Regions from separate parts of the Gossypium hirsutum genome. Here region 1 is linked to region 2. The links are chromatin contacts, called in public Hi-C maps. All regions are on one chromosome and are shown on one strand. The core of a region is the stretch at or near the end of the contact, and the rest is flanking DNA. Distances in the headings are between cores, read along the strand shown.

Region 1 (5,617 bases), core at 2,896-5,395, 140 kb before region 2:
ATATTATTAGGGGTTAGCCATTAGACTGGATCTCTCAAACTAGTGCATTGGATTTTACACCAACAATCTTATTCTTCTTAGATAATTTGAGAAATCTCATAAAATGTCAATCCTCTAAATAAGACATAAATAAAAGGATAATTATTTGGTAAACTAATCGTGAAAATATTTAACTACATAAATAAGGTTGAGATTTTATTATGTGATTTAAAAATTATATTTAAAAATTTAAATAAATAAATAAGATATATAGCAAAATCTTAACCTCACTTATGAAATTAAAATTGTTCACCACTTATTTATTAAATAATTACCCTAAATAAAAGATTAATTACATTAGTAAGAAAAGAATATATAAAACAAATTTGAGGAGATTTTTCTTTTTCCATTTTCTTAGGACTTTTACAGAGAATTGATGCTATTTGCTGGGATGATAGCTTTCTAAAGAAATTAAAAAATAATAATAATAAAATAAAATCTTTGTTTAATAAAATAGGTGAATATTCTAAAAGCTTGGAGTAGAAATCATATGTACTTTTTATTTATAAAATTACAAGTATAAACTATAATTATAATTGTATTATAAACACTTAAATTAAATCTAATTAGCTAAAGATAATTTGAAAATTTTAGTATGAAATTGATTAAGATTGTTAAAATTATGAAACAAATAAAATAAAATTAGTATTGGTATTAAAAGTAAGGGAATATATTTGTTTTAAGCTATACACCAATTATTTTTCCATTCCCCACTTAACAATATAATTCATCAAACATTTATATTTAGTTGTTAAATTAAGTTTATTTGTAATGATATTTTAAAATTTTCAAATAAAATTAACTAATTAGGTAATAAATATTTTGAAAATTTTAGTATCAAATTGTTTCAAATCACCATTTTTATTTTTATTCAATGGCTTAATTTATGATTTAATCGCTACCGTATATTTATTTTTTTACTTTGGTACTTAAATTTTCTTTTCTCAATTTGAAATCTAAAGTATCAATTTTCTCTATTTTTGATCTATTTTGTAACAAATGCTAAAAAAACTACTAGACAACTTTGGCCAATGAAAAAGCACCACGTGGCATATGTTTGGCCAATAGAAATATGTCATGTGGCAATATTAAAAAACACTTTTGACTTTTACCGGCCATGTGGCGCTATTACAACAAGCCATATATCCTTTTTTTAGTATTATATATATTATATTGATTAAAAATGTAAAAAATCATATATAATATATAATTTTAAAAATATTTATAATAAAATTTTAAAATGTATAATTATAAATTTAAAAAAATCAAAATAATATGTAAAAGTTGAAAAAAATTATAAAAATTAAAAAAGTATTTAAATTTCAAGTAATTGCAACAATTACTTGAAATTTTAATTTTTTTTAGAATTTTAGAATTATAGATTTTAGAATTTTATAAAAAGAATTAAACCTTTTTTTAATTTCATTTTTTTATAATTTACAATTTTTGTAATAATATTATTAATTTCAACTAATTTTTTTAATTATCATATTTTTAATAATTTATATGTTTTTCTAGCTTATATATATTTCTAAATTTCTTATATATTTATTTTCATTTTAAATTTTTTAATGTGTATATACATTTAATAAAAAAATTGTTGTTTTATATAAAGGCACCACGTAACACTTCGTGATTGGCTATAAGAATTTTTTTAACGTTGGTCAAAAAATGGACAAAAAAATATAATGAAGGTATATTTTAGGCACCAAAGTGAGAATTTGAGTGTACTTTAAGTATCAAATCGAGACAAAAAAATTTAGATATCAAAATGGAAAAACAAGTATACTTTAATAGGCGAATTGTGAATTAACTTATATTAAACTAAAAAAAAAAGAGGATTGTTAAAATTACGAAACAAATAAAACAAAATTGTTATTAGTATAAAAAAAATAAGTGAATATATATATATATATATATTAAACCGTACGTCAATTATTTGTGGATTCCTTAACAATATAGTGTTGTTGGTTTTTTTTAGTTTTTCCAAATAAAATTTAAAGCAACTTGTGGATTCTATTCCTATATTTTATAAATTAATAATTAATTTTATTTATCAAATATTTATTTTTAATTGTTAAATTGAAGTTTACTTACAATGATATTTTAAAATTGTCAAATAAAATTTAACAATTAACCTTTGTGGACTTTTTTTTCTTTCTCACTAAATAATCATCACCACATCATTTCGTTACGTATTTTCATTTTTATTTTTTTTGTTTTCTATATTTATTTGTCTTGCTATTTTTTATTATGTTTCATAATAAAATATAAAATTCTTATTTAGATAATGATCGTTAGTGTCGAGATTTTTTATGTCGTACGAATTTTTTAAAGAATTTCGAATTGAATTATTTAGTGATAATTATGTATGTAACTCAACATTAATCATTTATATAATTTAGCAAGTTAATTAAAATATAAGGAATATAATTTAATGTATACCAAAGTATAAATAAAGGGCACTCAACTTTTATGTTATGTTGAATCAGATGAATAACCCAACTTTAAAGACTAGTTTTATTCTTTTGTATTCATGTCTAAGTTAAAAGGTACTAATAATAACAACAACAAATTCAACATAAAATTTACTATTTTAAGAAACATGCTTAAGCAACTCAAAGTTTGTTTTATTAAGGGAAAGATTCATTGGTATGTGTTTTTGTGGAAAATCAACCGTAGGTTTTGAAAGAATGGGTTTTGTGTCGGTGGTCGGTGAACAACCAGCAGCCGGCGGTGGCGGCAAGGGGAAAAAATTGAAACTTCAAGGCTTTTTTGACTTTTGGCATAATAATAGAGTAATTATTTGGACCTAATTTTAAATTCTAAAGTGAATATTGTTGAAAGGCTTTACTTGAATATCACTTTTAGTCTGATCGGAAATAAACTCAAAAGTAAAATAAATTAGGAGATTTATTGTTGGCTAAAAGGAAAAATGTCTACTCATAATAAATACGAATACAAAGCTATATTATTGGACGTTAGTGATTAGATCAAATCTCTGAAATTAGTATATTAAATTTGACACTAATACTTTTGTTCTTCTTAAATAATTTAAGAAATCTCATAAAATGTAAATCCTTTAAATCAAACGCAAATAAAAGGATTATTATTTGATAAATTAATCGTTGAAATTTTTAAGTACACAAATGACATTAAAATTTTGTCCAATATCTATAAATTATTTTAAAATTAAATAAATAAGATAAATGATAAAATCTTAATTTATATATGAAGTTAAAAGAATTTTTACCGCTTATGTCTAAATAAAATATGCTTAATATATAAAAAAGAATTTTGAAGAGATTTATTTTTATCCATAGGACATTTAGAGAGAATTGATACTGTTTGTTGGAATGATAGTTTTCTAAAGAAAAAAAAAAGGATAATTACCTTAGATAAAAAGTAGTGAAAAAAAAAGAATATATAAAAATTTTCAGCAGATTTATTTTTATGCATTGGACTTTTTAGAGAGAATTGATACTGTTTGTTGGAATGATAATTTTCTAAAGAAATAAAAACAAATTGATATTGGAAGTCGATGTCAGCTTTACTTTTAATTTGATTTAATTTTTTTAAAATAAAATTTCAAGTATAAATTATATATATTTTAGTTGAAATTAAGATGTTGGTTATCGAGATTAATTCCTTCCTATAATTATAATCATATAATAAATACTTAAATTAAATTGATTAATTACTTAATAAATAATTTGAAAATTTTAATGTAAAATTGTTTCAAACAACAATGTTTATTCTAATTAACTAAAAGAACATAATAGTTAAAATTATGAAATAAATAAATTTTTTTCTATATTTTTAGATATAATTTAAGGACACTTATCATCATATAATATAAAATATATTATACCTTAACATGCATATTTAAAAAAAAAAATTAAGAAGAAAAGAAAATGGAAAGATAAATAAGTTGGTTGGTGAGGATATTGGTTTTAGTTAATCTTATATAAAGTAAAAATTAAAGGAGTGAAGTGTAAAAAATAAATTTGTTTGAGTAGATTTGGATATGTGGAGTTAGTTAATTTCATGTGTGAGCTGGATCCATGCCTATATCACTGACCCACTTTATTAAACAAAACATAAAATAATCCACAAAACAGAGAAATTGAGCTTCTAGGTGAGACAATTAGAGATGTCTTCAACTTCAATCTCATAAATGCTTTATATAAAATTTCTCTTCTAATACTCCAAAACTCACTCTCTCCTTCATCCTAAACTTCAACCTCTTTCAATTTTTCAACCTGGGTATCAATCTTTTTTATGTTTAGTTAAAGTTTAAGATGTGAAAGGCAGCATCTTTATGCAAAAAAGATTGTCTCTCTCTCTCTCTCTCTCTATATATATATCTTCTTGGTTCTGGGTCAGTTTTGTAAGACATGAATGTAAGTAGTGTAAAAGGATCCATGTCAATTAGCAGTTCAACTTCCACTTGGAAAGCAGGAGATACAATTAGTGATCAGTTTCCTGCTGGTTTAAGAGTTCTTGTTGTTGATGACGATCCAACTTGTTTAATGATCTTGGAGAAGATGCTAATAGCCTGCCTTTATAAAGGTATTATCAAAACTCATGTTTCTTTCTTCTGATTCTTTGTTTTATTTTTGAGGTTTTCTTTCTTTGCTCATGTTGATTTTGTTTTGTGGGTCCAAAGTGGGAAAAACAAAAGGGAAAATGATCTCTGTTTTCTTAGATTTGTGAAGAGTAAGGGTTTACAACTTTGGGTTTGAGATTGTCTTATTTTCCATTACGAGTATGTCATTAGCTTTAAAGGCTTGATTTGTTTTTTGGATTTGTGCTTTGCTCAGTTACCAAATGCAATCGAGCGGAGACGGCATTGTCCAAACTCCGAGAGAACAAAAATGGGTACGATATTGTTCTTAGTGATGTGCACATGCCGGACATGGATGGATTCAAACTTCTTGAGCATATTGGTTTGGAAATGGACCTCCCTGTTATCAGTAAGCAATGTTTCCACATGGATTTAATTACCCTTATTATGTTTTTGGCCTAATCCCACTTTGTATTCCCTGCAGTGATGTCAGCAGATGATGGGAAAAAGGTTGTTATGAAGGGCGTTACCCACGGTGCTTGCGATTACTTAATCAAACCAGTTCGTATTGAAGCACTCAAGAACATATGGCAGCATGTGGTTCGAAAGAGGAAGAATGAGTGGAAGGAGTTTGAGCAGTCAGGAAGTGTAGAAGAAGGGGACCGGCAGCCTAAACAATCTGACGATGCTGATTACTCGTCCTCGGCTAATGAAGGGAACTGGAAAGGCTCAAAAAAGAGGAAAGATGAGGAAGAGGAAACCGATGAGAGGGATGATACTTCTACGCTGAAAAAGCCGAGGGTTGTGTGGTCTGTCGAGCTCCATCAACAATTTGTTGCAGCGGTTAATCAACTAGGCATTGATAGTACGAATCTTTTACCCATTTCTTTCATTTTGCTTGCTGGAAAAGTACATCTTTTTTTATTACACTAGCATATGACTTTTAGTAAAAATGTCTTTATTTTCTGAAAACATGCGCCATGTTCTTGTTGTTTTCACTGTTCTTGTTCG
Region 2 (5,284 bases), core at 1,892-4,391:
TGCTTCGTTTCAGGCATTTCAATAGCAATTGCCTCTTTCAGCCACATATTTTGGTCAGTTAGTAGGGTTTGTGGAGCCTTTCCTTTCATGAAGCCCAAAAATGTCTGCATAAATATTGGGAACATCAAGAATCAGAAAGACGTGCAATCAGAGAACTAAAAAAACAACACAAAAAGGAAAATGAGGAGCATAAGGACTAGAAACTTAAAGAATCAAATATGCATCAATTGCACTTTAAAACTCCATTCACCTTAATGTTTTTAACTTCGAGATTAAATTACTCCATGTGCATATTTACATCCCATAATCTATACTTTAACAGCACCCAAACTCTAGAATGAATTAGGAGAAATCGAAGTGTGTGAAGTTAATTATCCCAAAAAAGGGTGCAAAGTCTGAGGCAGGAGCCCCATCGCCAAGGTAAATTGCATATCTGTAGTACGCTAAGAGTAAAATGTATGGCTATAGGTTTTCTACCTTCAATCCCCATGAGAAAGATTGTATGTTTTCATCTCGTAAAAGGACACATCCAAAAAAAGTAGTCATTCCATGATTTTCTACTCCAGCCCATACACCTAATAGCATGTCATAGGCATCCAGGCGGTGCGTCGTATCGAAAATCACAGCATCTCCAAATGACACGTATAACTGAACAGACGAAGCATAAGTCCATGCAATATGTTCCAGCCTGTTATGGCCATCTAATTTGAAATCATATTGAAAGTTGGGATTTTCATCTTTTAGTTTTTTGCACATTGCAATAAGATCAATAGGATCATTATCGCGATTGACATTTCTAAAAGACTGCAGCAGGTTCCTCACATCTATTTCTGTAAACGGTAAACAGCCTAACTTAACTCCTTTCTCTAGCTCCATCAATCTTAACATTTGTCTCACTGACATTCCAGCTTTTGCAAACATGCAAATCCGTGCTTTGTCATCTGGAGTAATGGTACAGTAGGCAGGAAGAAGACATACTTCATTTGCTTTTAAGAGTTCATGGTTGTGGATGTTGCTAAAGGCAGTAACACGCCATTCAGGAACATTGAAATCTGCACACTTGACAATGCGCATGTATGCTCGACAACCGCAACGCGATGATTTGCGATTCCTCTGCATCTTCCCATCTTCAGATAACTTCATCTGCGGATATCCGCCTCGATGGCAAGTAAAATCCCTTCTCGTGACACCTCGACCAATCCCATCTTTCCCTCGGGTTCAATGGCGCCTGATCGAGAAACCACATTGTTTGGCAAAACTGCAATAAAATTCATAAGCAGCATCCTGTGATACAAACCTCTGGCCGATAAATGGAACAAGATTCACAGAGTTTGTTGCGACAATATCGTGTCTTCGGGCATTTCCACAATAGTTCCATTATCATCTTGAGATAAATCAGTGCCATTTTCAGAAGATTCCATCACCATACTTGTCCCTTATGACATTCTTTACACAAAAGAAAAATAAAATCTCAATTATACACAATATAACAAAAACAAGTAATAGTTAAACAAAATTTGCAAATACAGTGAAGCCATATGAAATAATACTATGAAAGCAAAAGAGCGAGTGAGTGCAATCGTAACATAAAAATAAGATCAAAGAACTACATTGTATGCAGTAAAGAAACTAGCTAATCTTCTCCTTCGATACTCTTCTTCATGCCAGCTAATTTCTTTTATCATTTCCTCGGAAGATCCATTAATAACTAATAAGTGATCACTTAAAATTAGCATTAACAGAACTAATTCTTCAATTAACCCAATGTGTAGACTAACATTTCAAATCAAAGGGAACTTGAAAATTCCACTATATTTCGATAAAATAAAGCCAGATCAAAACAATAAAAAAAACAGAATATAGCTTAAATTTGGAGAAAAAAGAACTCACTCGACAGCTAAATTTCTCAATGCAAGCTTGATTTCTTAGCCATTTGATACCCTCTGGAAAATGACCCTACACCCAGAAAAGGGAAATCATTACAATTTAAAAAGGAACTCGCTTATTTACATTTTGAGTAACTTGCTTAATAAATTTGCAAAAATGAACTCTTTAAATTTGAATTAAATAATATTCGATTGATTGGACTTGTAAATTTAATTTTGGGCTTGTTCATAATTTTGTCGAATTTAATTTGAACTTAAAGTGGATTTGGGCTCTTTTTATAATTTGGATAATTTTGGCTCATTAATGTTTGGCATATATAAGTATTTTTCTGTAATTTTGAATTACAAAAATACAAAAAAATACCAAAAGGGGGAATGGGAAAATTACAAGAAGGCCCCCCTGGTTTTGCAAATTTTATAATCTGGTCCGCAGGACCCTGCACTCGCTCCACCACACCACTCGTGAACCACCATCCAACCCCAACTCGGCAAATCAACCACCATAATTTAAAAAAAAACAAAGGAAAACTTCTTTTTTTACGAAATCCCAGCTTGAACCTGAAAATAAGCAGAGAAATCAGAAGAAGAAAAAGTAAGAAACTAGTTTCACCCAAGGATTCATCGGAGCCGTTTGGGGTCTCCGTTCATCGATCCGGACGGTCGAAAGTCAGCCACCTACGAGAGCAGCCCCATATCTCGGAATCGTGCTGGATCAACGGTAAACGGCGGAGATCAGGTCAGGAGAAGTTCCAGAGGTTTTCGGGTCCTAAAGTTTTTGTTTGGTTTCGATTTTGGAATATCGGAACCAGTAGAAGCGAAGGGGGAAGAAAATCGGTCTTTTCGTGGCCTCCGATCAACATAAACGGCGGCACCGGCGGCGGTTAAAGAAGGCGGCAGTTAAGAATATCTCGCTAAGTAAAGGAAAGGGAAAAAAATGAGATGAAAGGAGGAAAGAAACGACGGATCAGATGGAGCTGGAGAAGACCGCCGGAGAACCAGGCGGTGGCGGCAAGGGAGAGAAAGCTAGGGTTTGCTAAAGAGAGAAGAAGAATGAAAGATAAGAAGAGAAAGGAGAACAAAAGAATCGAGGAAGTGGGAAAGAAAAAGGAAAAACGAGAAAATGAAAAAACAGAAGCAAATAATACAATCACTTATTATTAATTTTTTTTATGGTTTTTATCCGAATAAAAACAAAATTTATTATCTCAAATGGTATGCACGTAACATTATTTACCAGAATAATATTTTTACAATAGTTATCATTGGTAGTGCCTTACAAGTTGACACCATCATTTTTCTTTTTCTATAATTATCATGCCATCATTGGGTCATAGGTGCCAATATTACTTGTCTAAATACGAGTTGGAGGGGTGGAGAAGATTTGTCAAGCGGCACCCAAGTAGACGGAGTTTGTCAAGCGAGATCAGCATTACCTTCCAACACAAACTCTTCTCTGAAAAATACTAAATTTTTTATTCACAAAAAAATATTATTATAAAAATAAAATTAATATTTTATTATTTATACCAAAAATACGAAATTGTTTTATTCCAAACGAACATTATAATTACACTAACAGTCCCAACTTTGGGGTAGCTGACAAAACAGTCACCTAGGTTTCATTTCAATCACTCAACTTTCAAAAAGTTACAAAACAGTCACCAACGTTATAAAAAAAGTGACAAAATAGTCACGGATTAACTGTTACCGTTAGGGTGTTAACGGGATTGCTAACGTGGCAAGTTAACCAGCTGATGTGGCAAGTTAACTTGCCACGTTGGCAACGGCTGATTGGTGCTTGGTTTGGGGTGGGTTTAGGAAAAATTTTGAAGGGTTATGAGTTAATGTTTTAGGGTTAGAAACAGATTAGGATTAAAGAGATTTGAGGGGGAAAGAAAAATCGATTTAGGAAATTTTGATCGTGATTTGGGGTTTTTTAGGGTTTAAACTGAATTGAGAATCGATTAAGAAGGGTTTAGGGTTAGAAATCGGTTCAATAATCGAGTAACAAGGTATAAGGTTTAGGGTACGATTATCTATTTTGTTTGGGGAGAAAAGAAGACGAACCAGAAACCATTCGGTGTTTTTGATTGTCAGCGACAATGGGCAATAGAAAAGAAGCTATCAGTGTTGTTACATCCACTTTAACGGGTAAGTTGTTGTATTTAGTTGTAACTTTTTTTGGATTTCAATGCTGTTATTTCGATTTAGGGTTAATTAAGGTTATTTTGGTTTCAATTTTAATTTCGGTTTTGATTTTGATTTTGATTTCTATTTTGATTTTTATTACAATTTTGAAACACTCACTAATTCTAATTTAGATTTTGATACAATTTCGATTTCGATCTCGATTTAGAATTAGAATTTGATTTTGATTTTGATTTGGATTTGGATTTCGATTTAGGGTTATTTCGATTTTGATTTTATTTGTTATTAATATGCATGACAGATTAGGGTTTGGTTTTTAATGTGTATGACATATAATGTGTATTGTATGCCATGTGCATGATGTTTATTGTTTGTATCTACCATTATTGAATGCCATTATCAAACTGATGTTTATTGTGTAAATATGCCATTGTTTGTATCCAAGCTCCTATTTTTTATTATGAATATCTGCCACTATCACTCCCATTGTTATTTACCTCTTTATTGTATTGGTTATTGCCTATTATTGTCTGCCATGTGCATGAGAAAAATGATTGTGTTTGATTAAATTAATTTTTGTATTGGTTGTTGTCTGCCATGTGCATAACAGAAGTGTTTGTATTAAATTATTGGGTATTTTGATTGGTTATTGTCTGATAGAAATGGATAAAGTGTTTGCCTATGTTGTCTGCCTTTATTGATGAGTACTTTATTTGGCAGGTTTAATTGATGACAATTTTAATGAGAATGAAGAAAACATGTCTAGTAATGATGTGTCTGGTAGTGATATGTCAGGTAGTGATAGTGATGCATCTGAAAGAGTTAATTTAGATGGTTTAAACATGGATGGTATAGAAGTAGATGAACTGTGTGATAGTGATTATTCTAGGAGGTTAGATAGTGCACATGAATCTGACTTAGATGGCCAAAATTGGCCTAAGTTCAACTTAGAGAATGACATGAGTAATCCTAGACTTATAGTTGGAATGTTATTTAAGTGTAAAGACAGTCAAAAATAAGCTGCCAAGCAGTATGGTAGGTAGAATAGTTATTTTATTAAGTTTCCCAAAAATTATTAAAAAGGTTAAAGGTAGTCTGCAGTGAAAAATGTAACCTAACCATACTTGTTCTAAAGTCTATAAAAATAGGAATCTAACCTCAACTTGGATAGGTGAACATTATAAAGAAAAATTCATTACTGATCCTGATTATTCTCTGAAATCATTACAATAAAGTGTGAAAAGAGATTT

What was found. Hi-C and Micro-C count contacts between places; a contact is called where the count stands out from the background.
Region 1: a Hi-C map of leaf shows a contact between it and region 2, with 3 times the contacts expected there. The contact joins the promoter of LOC107896631 here to the promoter of LOC121208458 in region 2. A contact is called at or near these places in 11 of 34 Hi-C or Micro-C datasets (anther, hypocotyl, leaf and 2 more).

The regions. Positions count from the first base shown.
Region 1 is chrA10:99,172,777-99,178,393 of Gossypium_hirsutum_v2.1, reverse strand. It overlaps LOC107896631 (two-component response regulator ARR2), which reads left to right and starts at 4,145. Exons shown (of 6, transcript XM_016821833.2): 1 at 4,145-4,611; 2 at 4,863-5,015; 3 at 5,091-5,471. The coding sequence starts at 4,437.
Region 2 is chrA10:99,028,103-99,033,386 of Gossypium_hirsutum_v2.1, reverse strand. LOC121208458 (protein FAR1-RELATED SEQUENCE 11) reads right to left here and starts at 3,141. Exons shown (of 7, transcript XM_041079114.1): 1 at 2,251-3,141; 2 at 1,891-1,956; 3 at 478-1,446; 4 at 1-104. The coding sequence starts at 1,143.